Regions from separate parts of the Mus musculus genome. Here region 1 is linked to region 2. Evidence: chromatin contacts called from public HiChIP or PLAC-seq data. All regions are on one chromosome and are shown on one strand. Each heading gives the region's core, a stretch centred on a gene start, on an enhancer-like site or on the middle of the called end of the contact. The rest is flanking DNA. Distances are from core to core; before and after follow the strand shown. Region 1 overlaps Foxk1 (forkhead box K1). Region 2 holds the start of Foxk1 (forkhead box K1).

What was found. HiChIP or PLAC-seq counts read pairs in DNA pulled down with a chosen protein or histone mark.
Region 1: an H3K27ac HiChIP or PLAC-seq map of embryonic stem cells shows a contact between it and region 2, with 70 read pairs. The contact joins the enhancer-like site here to the promoter of Foxk1 in region 2. A contact is called at or near these places in 22 of 39 promoter capture datasets (the 3T3-L1 cell line, 3T3-L1-derived adipocytes, the C10 cell line and 13 more), 10 of 15 datasets of contacts at CTCF or cohesin (CD8 T cells, the G1E-ER4 cell line, the NIH/3T3 cell line and 3 more), 255 of 484 Hi-C or Micro-C datasets (the 3T3-L1 cell line, 3T3-L1-derived adipocytes, the 63-12 cell line and 123 more), 70 of 115 datasets of contacts at active chromatin or transcription factors (the 230-238 cell line, CD4 single positive thymocytes, CD8 T cells and 46 more) and 6 of 9 other capture datasets (adipose tissue, embryonic stem cells, embryonic tail and 3 more).

What each region holds. Positions count from the first base shown.
Region 1 is chr5:142,439,011-142,444,894 of GRCm38.p6, forward strand. All of the region lies in intron 2 of Foxk1 (forkhead box K1), which reads left to right. Among named protein-coding and RNA genes, the nearest start is that of Ap5z1, 22 kb to the right of the region's middle. Within about 2 kb of position 2,746, at least 383 of the 459 cell types and tissues checked have an H3K27ac peak or open chromatin away from gene starts, as enhancers often do. A contact at or near this core is called in the 230-238 cell line, the 63-12 cell line, 8-cell embryo and 111 more, where this site is marked.
Region 2 is chr5:142,399,282-142,406,051 of GRCm38.p6, forward strand. It overlaps Foxk1 (forkhead box K1), which reads left to right and starts at 2,216. Exons shown (of 9, transcript NM_199068.2): 1 at 2,216-2,760. The coding sequence starts at 2,243.

The sequences.
Region 1 (5,884 bases), core at 1,496-3,995, 40 kb after region 2:
GCACCTTTACCCTCAGGGCCGCCCGAGCCCCTGATTTGCTTTTTGAGACGGGGTCTCACTGCAGTGAGGCTGGTTCAGAACTCAGTTTGTTACCCAGGCTTGCCTGAAACTTGCAGTAATCTTCCTGACTCAGCCTCCCAGATGCTGGGATTGCAGGTGCAGGTGTTTGTTTATATAAAATGAATGATTCAGTCACTGAGAGACTGAGGGTTCCTCACAAAGCCCCTCCCACCAGTGGTTCTTGTCACCTATTGCTGGGGCTCCTGGCTTCCCAACAGTTAAGAAAGTTGTAGCCTTTCTGTTATTTACATGGGAAATCATGTGGCTTTGAGCAAGCACACGACACTCACATGAGAAACAGGTGGGGCAGCCCTAAAAGCATGTTCAGGGCCAGCCTGGGCTACTGAGTAGGACCAAAATGAGCCTGGGCAACAAGTGGTACCCTGTCATCCTGTAATAAGAAGAGGACCTGGATGAGTTCAGGGGTAGACACTTTAGGGGCCTGAAAGGGGCCCTAGGTTAGCCCGGCATGGCATGGTGGCACACACCTGAAATCCCAGCACTTGGGAGCTGAGGCCAGAGGGTCACATCAAGGCCAGCCGGCTACGTTATTTGTTATAGAAACACCAGGACTATATAGTGAGGCCTCATCTCCAAACAAACAAACAAACAAACAAAGGCTCTTGGTTCAATATCCAGTACTAGGTAGGGTACGTGATTGTGGGATTGAATAGTGTAGTTTTTTGTGTTGTTTGTTTGTTTTTGAGACAGGATCTCACTTTGTAACTCTGGAATTCACTACATAGGCTGGCCTCAATTATCCTGTGTGCGTCTGCCTCCCCAGAGCTGGGGCTAAAGGCACAAGCATGCCTGGCTTCAACGTTTCTCATTGACAATACAAAGAAAAAGTGGTGCGTGCTGGGAGTGGGGCTGGTTGGTGGAGCGCTGCTTGCCAAGAAAGCCTGCAAGATCCTGAGCACTGATAACAGCAGACGCAGTGGCCCATGGCAGCCCCAGCTCTGGGCAGGTGGAGGCTGGAGGATCAAAAGCCGTGTGTAATACCCCAGCTACATGAGACCCTGTCTCAAAAACAAAACAGCAGCCAGCTGGCTAAGACACTGAGTGATCATAGGTCGGGTGTAGAGTGGCTTTTGGTCAGGTGGCACAGTGGCTGTAAAGACCTCCCCCTCTCCCCGAACCCCCGCCCAGCAGTTGGTGCTTTGGTGTCCCCAGTGCTCCCTTGGAGTCCCGACTTTGTGTCTGCCACATTCCTGGTACTGCTGGGAGGGGGCAGGCCCTTGGCTCCTCCTGAGTTCCCACGGGTGCGTGGTCACTCTGTCCGCAGTCGCTGTTGACAGTGGCTTGGGACTTGCTCTGGACTCCCTGGGCCTTTAAGTGTCACAACAAAAGATCTCTGTTGACATCCGTTTATCTCCACACTGAGGAATTCCATTGAGCTTTTGTAAAGCTCAGCGGCCGGCCGCTGGAGGTTCGCCTGCCAAGACTTTCTCAGTTTGAGTTTCTGTGTAGGGGTGGAGCCCACGTGTTTACAAACACGCCCTGCCCTTCCTCTCCCAGGCAGCGGGAGCCAGGGTGGGGCAGGCTTGGGGAAAGGGTTTGACTTCCCAGCCCGCAGCAGTGGGCCCCGCCCTGCTCAGTCTGCTTGCCTAATTTGGTGAGCTTTGCTAGCGGGTCCCTATTGGCCGACCTGGGCACCGAAGGCTTGGGGACCTCCCAGCTGTGGCTCCTCCCTCCATGGAGCGGATCCCAGGGTTCGGTACCTTTGCCTCACTCCACCCCCCCCCCACCCCCCCCCCACCAGGCTGGCTTCAGTTTGTTGGGTGGCTCCTTATTTCCCAGGGCGGGTTGTTCCGCTGTGGTTTTGAGTTGTGTGTATGTTGGGTTTTTTTGGGGGGGCTGTCCCTGCCTGCAGGGCTCCGCCCAGCAGATGAATGAGCTCTTTGAAAGAAACTGCAGCTTCGGCAGTGTTTTGACCTTTCTTTCTGTGAAGAGCAAGTGATTTAGGAAAACAGGGAGCTGGTTAATCATTTGCTGAGGCTACTGAGGCTAAAGCAGGCTCCGTGGGACTACACTTCAGCAGACTGCCATAGCAGCCATGAAAGTAGCCTGTGGGTCCCAGCACCAGGCATTTACCAGGAATCCCTGCACCCAGGGCGCTGAGGCAGGAAGATTGCAGATCTGAGGCCAGCCTGTCTGGCTGAAACTGGGAACTCAGGGTTCGCTTCTGTTACAGACCCTGTCCCAAAATTAAGATGGAAAGGCTGGTGGGATGGCTCAGTGAGTAAAGGAAGGTGCTCCCTCCCGAGCCTGAAGACCTGAGCTCAGTCCCGAAGCCGCATGGTGGAGGGGAGAGCTGAGTCCCTAAAGTTGCCGTCTTCCACACCCAGGCTGTGCAGTGCCGTGCCCGCCCCCTGCATGTACACGTGTAGCAAAGGTTAGCAGTGGTGATGTGAATGAAGGGAAGTCGGCATCAGAGAACTGGCCCCCTTAGTCATGGAGCTGTAGTACAGTTCTACTTTACTGCGGGCTAGGGCTAGCTCAGTCTCCTGTGCTCTCGGAGATTTGCGTTTGGAGAGCACCCCAGTCTGCATCAGAAGTCTAGCACCCCACCGAGCCCCGCCCCTCCCCTCCCCACCCCAACCCACTCCCAGCCTTAGTTTCACTTGCTTGTGGTTTCAGTTATGCACAGTCCAAAAATACCAAGTGGAAAACTGCAGAAAATGAGCAAGTTACAAGTCTTCAATCAAGTGCAGCGCTGCATAGCTCCTCCCCTGTGTGTGACTCCCTGCCCAGTGTATCTGGTGGGTGGCTGGATTACCCAGTCTGCACTGTGGGCTGGGGATGAAGCCCCATGGTAGATCACTTAACCTGGCATGCATCAGTACTGGGAGAGGGCGGGGAGGGTCAAATTCAGGCGTGCCAAAGACCAGCAGCACAGCAAGTTCTGCCGGTAAGTTACAGGCCACGCTTTATCGTGGAGTAGGAACGTAGGAACGTAGGAAGCGATGGTGTGTGTCAGGCTCTGTGCTGTCTAGGACTTCAGGGACACCTGGAGGTCTCTGCATGCGTACCTCTGGAAAAGGAGCCTCCTGAATGCTTGTCTTCCTGGCAAACTTTGGTGCTTCCTTCAGGTTGTGTAACCTTCCTGTGATCACATTAGAACTTGAAGGCGGCATCGAATGTTCTAGGCATCTACGGACACTGAGTCTGCTGTTTCCTGTCCCTGTCTGCACCAACAGGCCTTACCTTGTTTCCTTTCCCATCTGACAACTTGGTTTCTCCCCACCAGCGGGTTTAGGGCCCTCCGTGTTCCTTTGGCCTGTCCCTGCTGTTTGTGTGTCATCCTGCACTGTCTGGGGTGCTGCAACATTGGGTTTCCAGTCGAGCTTGGTGGGGGCCATCCCAGTTCTCCTGGGATCCCAGTGGCTGCATCTGAGGTGTGTGTCCCTGTGTAGCACCACTTGGGCTCTGTCTCATCAGCCTGCAGGGAACTTTTGTATGGTCACCGTGTCTGCACTGGACAGCCCTTCCTCCCCAGATGTCGCACCGGTGAGAAGTCTTCGAAAAACATAGACCTGGCCTGGCAAAGGCCTGAGAGCCCAGATCCAGTATCAGACCCCCAGATATAGGGCGATGGCTCCCCTCTCCTGCCGTAAGACTGCCTAAAGGTAGCTGATATTGGGCTGGGCTGGTCAGTGGTGAGACCAAGTTCAGATCTCCAGAACCTATGCAAAGATAGCGTATAGCCCAGCTAGCTGAGCTGTCCTCTGACCTGCACACATACATGCATACATACATATATAATTACATATACACACATCATATGCACACGATTTTTAAACGAGTACCTAATATTAGGGTGTTTTCCACCTTGGGTACTTTGTGGTTTCAGAAGCAAAGTTAATCTTTTGAAGGAGCTCCAGGGACTTAAGTAACATGACACTTACCTTAGAAGAACACATTCTTTTTGAAAACAAAAACAAAAAACAAAACAAAACAAAATCCATGTATTTATTAGTATGTATGTGCGCGCACACACCGTGCTACACCCTTCTACCACGCAGGCAGGTTCAGGGAACTGAACTTGCATTGTCTGTCAGGCTTGCCTGCAAGCACCTCACCTGCACAGGGTACCTCACCTGCACAGGGCACCTCACCTGCACAGGGCACCTATCTCACCTGCGCAGGGCACCTCACCTGCGCAGGGCACCTCACCTGCGCATGGCACCTCACCTGCGCAGGGCACCTCACCTGCACAGGGCACCTCACCTGCACAGGGCACCTACCTCACCTGCGCAGGGCACCTCACCTGCGCAGGGCACCTACCTCACCTGCGCATGGCACCTCACCTGCGCAGGGCACCTCACCTGCGCAGGGCACCTACCTCACCTGCGCAGAGCACCTCACCTGCGCAGGGCACAGACATGCTTGAGGATAAGTCTGCAGTGTTTGCCTCTGAAGATCTTCCTTCTCTGCCCTTTTGTTCAAACTCAGCAGTAAATGGTGGGTGTCGTGCGGTTCCCACAGTGGAGGGACTCCCCTAGGGCCCCTCTGGCTTGTCCCGCATGGCCTGCCCTTTGCAGGCGTCCTTCTGCGTCAGGGCCTCGTGTTTCCGAGAGGGACTTTGGATTTCACGTCTCCTCCCTCTCCCCAGTAAAGTTCCATCGTCTTTGGTTCAGCTCCTGCCAGAGTCTCCTATTGTATGTGTGTCACAATTACGGGGCCCAGCCATTTCCTTCCTTGTACTCTGTCTTGTTTTCCCCATCTTGGGGTTTGTAATTCCCCTTTTCTGTGTGGTCCAGCGTGCTCGGTGTCCCGCACCCTTCTGGCAGGCTGCTGCCTCCGCAGCCCGGCCCTGGCTCTAGGTAGGACCTTCTGACCCACGAGTGGTCTTCCTCCTCATCCAGGACTTCCGGGAGGAAAAGGTTCCATCCTGGACTCACATGTCTTTCTTTCTTGAATTACTCCTCTCGGGTTATTAAGGAGCATTCTTCACCTACTTCCCGAGAAGGGTCCTGAGCGGCCGCCCCGCCAGCCTGGTGACTCGGCCCCTTTTGAAAACACTGTTGAGGGACTTGAGATTGGGAGGCAAGTCCTCGACCTCGAGTCCCTTCACTGCCTGTTCTCGCTCGGACCTCAGCTGCCCGAGTAGCTGGGTGACAACCCTGTGCCCAAACCCGTGGGGGGCGGGGGGGGCAGAGTTCAACTTCAGGTACCAGTTCTCCCCAGTGTCCTCAGGGTGCACTCCCTGGCCTAAAACCCCCCAGTTACTCTAGGCTGACTGGCCTGTGAGTCCCAGGGACCCTCCTGCCCCCTGCCCCCTGCCTCCTGCCTCCTCCGTGCTGGGATTACAAGTGCCAGCCACCACACCCAGCTTTTTGATGTAGGTTCTAGACATCAATTTCAGATCTTCATACTTATGTGGCCAGCACTTTACCAGCTGTGGTACCTTCACAGCCCTGGCCCTGGCAGCCCTTGCAGACTGTAACCCTCCACCCCCAATTTGACAGTACTGTTCCCCTGAACCCAGCAGTTCTAGGGTCTCCACACTGGCTGTGAGGCTGGCACTGGAAGAAAGTGACCAGAGAGGCCCTGCTACTGACACTGTCAAGGTGTTGGGTAGGGTGGGGTGTGGTACTCCTCCTCCATTCAGGTTTCTCTGTTTGAAATCTGCTCACAGTAACATGCAGAAGTGCAGTGGAGTTCAAAGCCTCCTTCAGCTGCTTAGCAAGTTCAAGGCCAGCTAAAGAGGCCCTGGAGAAGATTAGCATGTTCCCTCCCCTGTATAAATGAAAGAAAGAAAAGAAAAAGAAAGTAAGAAGTGACTGCCTGTATGGCTGCCTGTGCCTGTCAGGGGCCCTGG
Region 2 (6,770 bases), core at 966-3,465:
TCTGACCTCTACATAATAAATAAAATGTAATAATATTTTAAAGAGGTGGAGCAATTGAGCACACAGGACCTTGGACTCAACTGTAGTACTGAAGAATGAGAAGGAACACGGGAGTGGGGCATGGCATGGTGGCTCACATTGTTAATTCTAGCATTTGAACATGGAGCCAGGATTATAAATTCAACCTTAGCTATACAGTAAGTTGGAGGCCAGCCTAGGCTACAAGAGGCCTGATCTCAAACACATCGCACAGACCAAGCCAAAAGAAAACCAATCCTAAATTTAAAAAAAAGCTTCTGCCCCCACCTCTCAAACACACTTATTTAGACAGCACGACACGTGAGAAAATGATTCTCAACCTATGGGTCACGACCTCACAGAGAAATTGTTTATCAGACATCCGGCATATCAGATATTTACACCATAATTCATAAGAGCAGCGACATTACAGTTATGAAGTAGCAATGGAAATCATTTTATGGTGAGAGGTCACCACAACATGAAGAACTGTATTAAAGGGTCTCAGCATGAGAAAGGTTGAAATCCACGGCTCTATCACCGTGATAGGCTTTCCAGTTTGGGTCCAGAATGGATAGGCAGGGAAGTGTGGGATTGTGAGCAGACCAAACCTCCCTTCTAGCCTCCCCCCCCCCCCCGCCCCAGGACACTATGCCCCCCCCCCACACACACACACATGCACTCTGTCAACACGCATCCAGCATGGCCGTGAGCATTGCAATGATCACTGTAGGTCTTTAATTCACGTGTGTATCATCTTTCGACATGAAGCTCACTGAGGGCAAGACCTATGTCTATCTCTATTCTCAATCATTATTTTTAGACATTCTTTTGTGTGTGTATGTTTGCACTTGTGTTTGTGTGTGCACGTGCGCCGGTGCATGCACAGGCGTGAATAACTGTGTGCTCCTTTAGCCCTGTTTTATTCGTGTTTTTGTTTTTGTTTTGAAACAGTGTTTCCACTATGAACGTGGAGCTCACTGATTGGCTAGGCAGGCTGGCCAATGAGCTTCAGGGATCTATCTGTCAACCTTTTACCCAAAGCGCTGGGAAGATCGAAGCTCTCAATGGGTTTTGAAGTCGGTCCCGGGGAATGAACTTTCCTGTCTTGGGGGATGAGTGCCATCAGGCAATTTACCAACTGTGTCAGCTCCTTCAGTCATTATTAAATGTGAGAAATCGAGTGTGTATGTGTGTGCATGCACTCGCGCGCTGCAGGTCCTGGGGGAAGACTTGGGGGAATTAGCATCCCAGTGCAGGACCTTAAATTCTCAAGGGATTCACATGGTGCCAAGTTCACCATTTAAGTGTTTTCAACTACCGTCAATCTTCGGGTGTCCACAGTCCCTAGAAACAGGCAGAACTGTTCGCCTTAAAAGGAGCAAGGGGAACCAGCTGTGGTGGTGCACAGCTGTGACTCCAGCAAGAATTGCGGAGCCTGAGCCGGGTTGGTCGTCAGCTAGAAGCCAATCTGGTCTACATACATAGACCCTGTCTTTAAAAAATGAATTTTTAAATTGATTTTAAAGGGCTAGGCACACACCTTAATAGCTACACTCAGGAAGCTGGAACAGGAAGATCATGAATTTGAGGCCAGCCTGATCTAGGTATTCAAAACCAGGCTAGCCTTGGTATGAGACAGGATCTCAAACAACAAAACAAGAACAATCGAGATGGTTCAGTAAATAAAGGTGCTTGTCACCAAGCTTGTCGACCTCAATGCCATCCTCAGAACCCCACAGGGTAGGAGAGAATAGACTGCTGAGAGCTGTCCTCTCTGACCACACAAACACACGTGCGCGCGCGCGCGCACACACACACGTGGTAAAGAACCACAAGTAAATAAATGAATGAATAAAATGTAATTTGCAACATTATACCAAACCAAAAAAAAAAAAAAAGCAAAGCACAGAAAGAGTAGCTGTGCAGAAACGATCAGTAAGGAGCAGAGACCATTTCAAGCATCCCTGGACTTTAAACTCCAGCCTCAATAGGACACCCCTAAAAACGTGATGAATCCAAGCACCCTTCGGGACTGGAGGAGGGGGCTCTGTGTCTCTCTGCACCCGCCCACCTCGAGTGGAAGCTGCGCGCGCAGCGCGAGGGTCCTGCGGTGTCCCGGCTCCGCTCCAGGCCACGATCCAGCCCGGGTTTCCGCGCGCGCCGCCCCGCCCCGCCCCGCGCCGCCTCGGCCGCCACCGGAGCCGCTCGGAGCTGCGCGAACATGGCCGAAGTCGGCGAGGACAGCGGCGCCCGCGCCCTGCTGGCGCTGCGCTCGGCTCCCTGCAGCCCCGTGCTATGCGCCGCGGCTGCGGCCGCCGCCTTCCCGGCCACTACGTCCCCGCCGCCGCCGGCGCAACCTCCACCCGGGCCGCCCGCGCTGCCCGCCGAGCCCGGCCCCGGGCCGGTGCCCTCCACCGTCGCCACTGCCACCACCACCGCGCCCGCCCTGGTGGCCGCGGCCGCTGCCTCCGTGCGCCAGAGCCCCGGGCCTGCCCTGGCTCGCCTGGAGGGTCGGGAGTTCGAGTTCCTGATGCGACAGCCCAGCGTCACCATCGGCCGCAACTCGTCGCAGGGCTCGGTGGACCTAAGCATGGGCCTGTCGAGCTTCATTTCCCGGCGCCACCTGCAGCTCAGCTTCCAGGAGCCTCACTTCTATCTTCGCTGTCTCGGCAAGAACGGCGTCTTCGTGGACGGGGCCTTCCAGAGGCGCGGAGCGCCCGCCCTGCAGCTACCCCAACAGTGAGTACTGCGCCACCCTCGGGTCACCCCTCTCCGGACCTGGCCTGAACCCCCTGGCCACCCCTGACCTCTACCCCGCCCAGCTTGGCTCCTTGTCACTCTGTGATCTCGACCCTGCTCAACCTGAACCCCCCGCCCCCCGGTCACCCCCTGAACTCGCCTCCGCCTGGTCTGGCACCTGGGTCGAGCCTCAAATTTCTTACCGTTCCCACCGGGTCCCAGCCCTTGGTCACTCCCTCCTCCATCTCGACCCTGCCAGGCCCTAGCCCCTCTAATCTCGACTCTATCCGGCTCTGATTCCCTAGCCATCTCCCAGTCTTGATCCCACCTAGCTCTGACCCCTGGTTACACAGATCTCCATCCCACCCGGCCCAGCTGAGCCTGATCCTTAAGTTACTGGTGATCTCACCCATCACCTGGCTCTGACCCCGTGGTTGTCCTGATCTTAATCACGACCCAACTAACCCTGACTCCCCAGTTAACTCATTGGGCACTGATCCCTGGATGGGCCCGACTCCCATTCAGCCTGAAATCCTGTCACCCTGACCCTGGACAGGCCTGAACACTTGGGTCCATTCTAACCCCTTTCTCTCTCTCTGACTCTGACTCTGACTCTGTCTGTCTGTCTGTCTGTCTGTCTCTCTCTCTCTCTCACACACACACACACACACACACACACTTACACACACACACTTGCACACTCCCCAACCCCATCTGTCTTCCACTCCTCCCATGTTGGAGTTGGCTACCCATGATCTCCAACCCTTTCTGAACCCAGCTTATCCCTAATCCCACCTGGCCTCAATACCTGGGGTCACTCTTGACCCCCATCCTACCAGCCAGAAGCCGTTACCCCTGACTTCCCTTAACCTGAAGGTCCTAGGGCCACCCCTAACCCTTATCTCACACAGCCTAAGTCTTCAGAGGTCATCTCTGACTTCGAATGGTTTGAAACCATCAGCTCACCCTGATCTCCATCTTTACTTTGGGTCAACTCCAGACCCTCCAGCCCTGAAACACTCCCCTTCTCCGTGGTCACGCCCTGACCTAAACCCTGGCCAGCATCATGAGATACCACCCAGCCTGAACTAACACCACTCCTCCCCAGCCCATCGCCTTCAACCCTGATTCCATTTATACAGAACCCCCAGGGTCACATCTGACCTTTGCTAGTCTGAACAATGCTAGGTATGCTCCTGTCTCTGACGACACAGGCCAGGACCCAGTGTTCACTGTGAGGACGGACTGACAGATGAGCTGTGCCTCTCCCACCTGGGAGGGTGTTACCTGGGAGGTATACGGTGCAGGGGTATATGGTGCAGAGGTATATGGTGAGCTGCCTTGAGGGCGGGGGGCGGGCAATCCATACTTTAAAGGCATGTCTGGAGGCAGAGGCTTTAAAGAGGCAGGACAGGAAGTGCTGTGCCTCAGTTTACCTCCAGAACATGGTAGGAAACAGGTCTGTCCTTAGCTTGGCCAGCTCCCAGGACAGCGCCCTATGGCATTTCAGTACCATGCCTACCTTACCCTCTTCCAAGCTCCCATTATTCCCAGGGCCGTGTCACCCTTGAGGGTCCAGAACCTTAAGATCCAAGGTACTAGGAGAGAGCCATGTTAATTACTTTCTCCCCGCAGTTTCTTTTTCTATTCAGTAATTGCTTCTACTGCTCACTAGTGTTCCTTTGACAAGGTTCACAGTCAGGTGTGTGTGTGTGTGTGTGTGTGTGTGTGTGTCCAACTCATCACTCACATTTATAAGCACCATCAGTGTGCGGTCTTTGCTGGGGTCATTCCCAGGTCTGGAGTACTGCTGTCTGTGTTTGCCTTCTCAGGGTCCAGACACATAGTTATAGATTCTGTACTGAATAACTTTGAACCCCAACAGTGACTCATCCCATTAGGGTGTGAGAGGGAATTCGACCTTCATTTCCCAGACCTGAAAGCTGTGCCCTTGTGAAGTGTACATAGCCAGTGGGAGAGCACTCCCGTAGCTCATGCAAGACTCTGAGTTCTGCCCCCAACACCAAAAGGAATAAAAAATAAAATAAAATAAAATAAAATAAAATAAAATAAAAGCAGATTTCTTGGAAGGTTAGTAGGTCATTAAATTCATTCCTGGGCCTGAGAAATGGACAGACTACCACACTCTCTCTCTCCCCTTCTTAGGGGCTCTTTCTTGAGACTCAAGTTCTGGCAACATCTCAGTCTGCTATCCTGTTCTCAATCTCCATTTCTCTTCTCAGGGTTCTTGTCCCAGCCCCTTCTGCTTCATTCTTATTGTTGGGGGTGGAGGTACACATGCAGGAGCCAGAGGAAGAGGCCATTGAGGTCCTGCTCTGAGCAGCTCTTCACCTCATTCCCTGAGGAAGAGTCTCAGATTGAACCTGGAGCTGGGTTGGCAGCCAGGAAGCCCCAGCCATCCTCCTGTCTCCACCCCCTACAGCACTGGGGTTACAGCAGCAGGAAACCACACCTGGCTTCTTACCTGGGTGCTGGGCATTCCTGCTGACATCCGCCTGCCATGGGCAAGTGTTCTTACTCACAGATCCATCTCCCCAGCCTCACTCACTGCCTTTTAAATAAAAGGCTTTCTTTTGCACAGAATTGTTTCTCCCACCCCCACACCCCACCTCCCTTAGACAAAGTTTCAACCCTATATCATTCCCGCACGTGTCCTGGGTAGGCTAAGGCTGGTATTTTTGAAGTGATATCTGTGTGTGCAGTGCCTGGAGATCTGTGTCCTAGGAGCTGGCACGTATAGTGGGTGCGTGTCTGAGCACGGTGGCTTAGCTGGCAGGGAAGTGACTTACCACTGAGCCCTGAAGCCCTTTGGATGGGTACAGAATGCCCTGTGTGTGTGTGCGCACGCACATGCGAGTTGTGAGTTCCCGTGTATATGTATGTGGGCATGAGTATGCTGTGTGTGTATATACATGTGAGCATGTGTATCTGGGTGTGCATATGAGTGTCTGTGTATGTTTGTGCATGCATGTGTGTGCATGCACGAGTGCGAGGATGCACACATGTTGGGGTCAGGGGGTGACATACCTTCAGCATGATCTTTATCATCCTCCATCCTATTTTGTGAGACAGGACCCTTATTGACCCCGGAACCTGCTGGTTTGGCTAGACTGGCTGGCTAGCAAGCCCTGTAAACCTCCTGCCTCAACTGTTCAGAACTGAGGTTACTGGAGTGCAGCAGGGCCCCCCAGCTTTTGCTTGCATGTTGGGCACCAAGGTCGGGCCCTTAGGCTTGCTGGCGCTTGTCCCCGGAGCCCGCTCTCTGGCCCTGAGGCACACTTTCTTCTTTTCAGTTTTTATCTTGAAATGAAAATTTCATTAGTGACTTGGAAATAATGGCAGTGTTTTCTGTTCCTATCTCTTGTTTTGTTAGCCAGTTTTAACACTAATATTTAAGGTTATAAGGCCAAGTGTGGGGGTGCATACCATAGCGGCAGATTCAACCATTGCATTACAGCTTTGTTGACTTAACTACTGCTCGATTTCAGTGCGCTCCAGTAGCTCCACGCTTGGCAGTTTTGTCCCCTGTGGACACCCACACTGATTCCCAAAGCAGCCCTGATCCTCAGCTGCCTTCTCCCTCCCCCTCAGGATAGCTGACAGTGACGGCCATCTCTATGGGTGAATTTGCACACACCACACTCTCCTAGGCGCCTCCCACACAGGAGCAAAACCAGAATCTAGCTCCAATTGTTGCTAGAAGCATATCTTTTCAAACCTTCAGTGCTTTCAATTGCTGGTGACAGGGAAAGTGTCTCCTGTTGTGTTTGATCCTTGGGTGGAGAAACACCCAGAGCTGCCAGGTACTCAGGCAGAGGGAGTATGCCTCTGTGGTACTGAGGTTCAAGGGTTCAAGCCTAGGGCTTTGCATGTGCTAAATAATAAGTAAGCACAGAGCCACATGCCCTCAGCCCCTCACTGGGGGATTCTAGACAGGAGCTCTACCACTGAGCCACACCCAACTCCTCACTGGGGGACTCTAGGCAGGG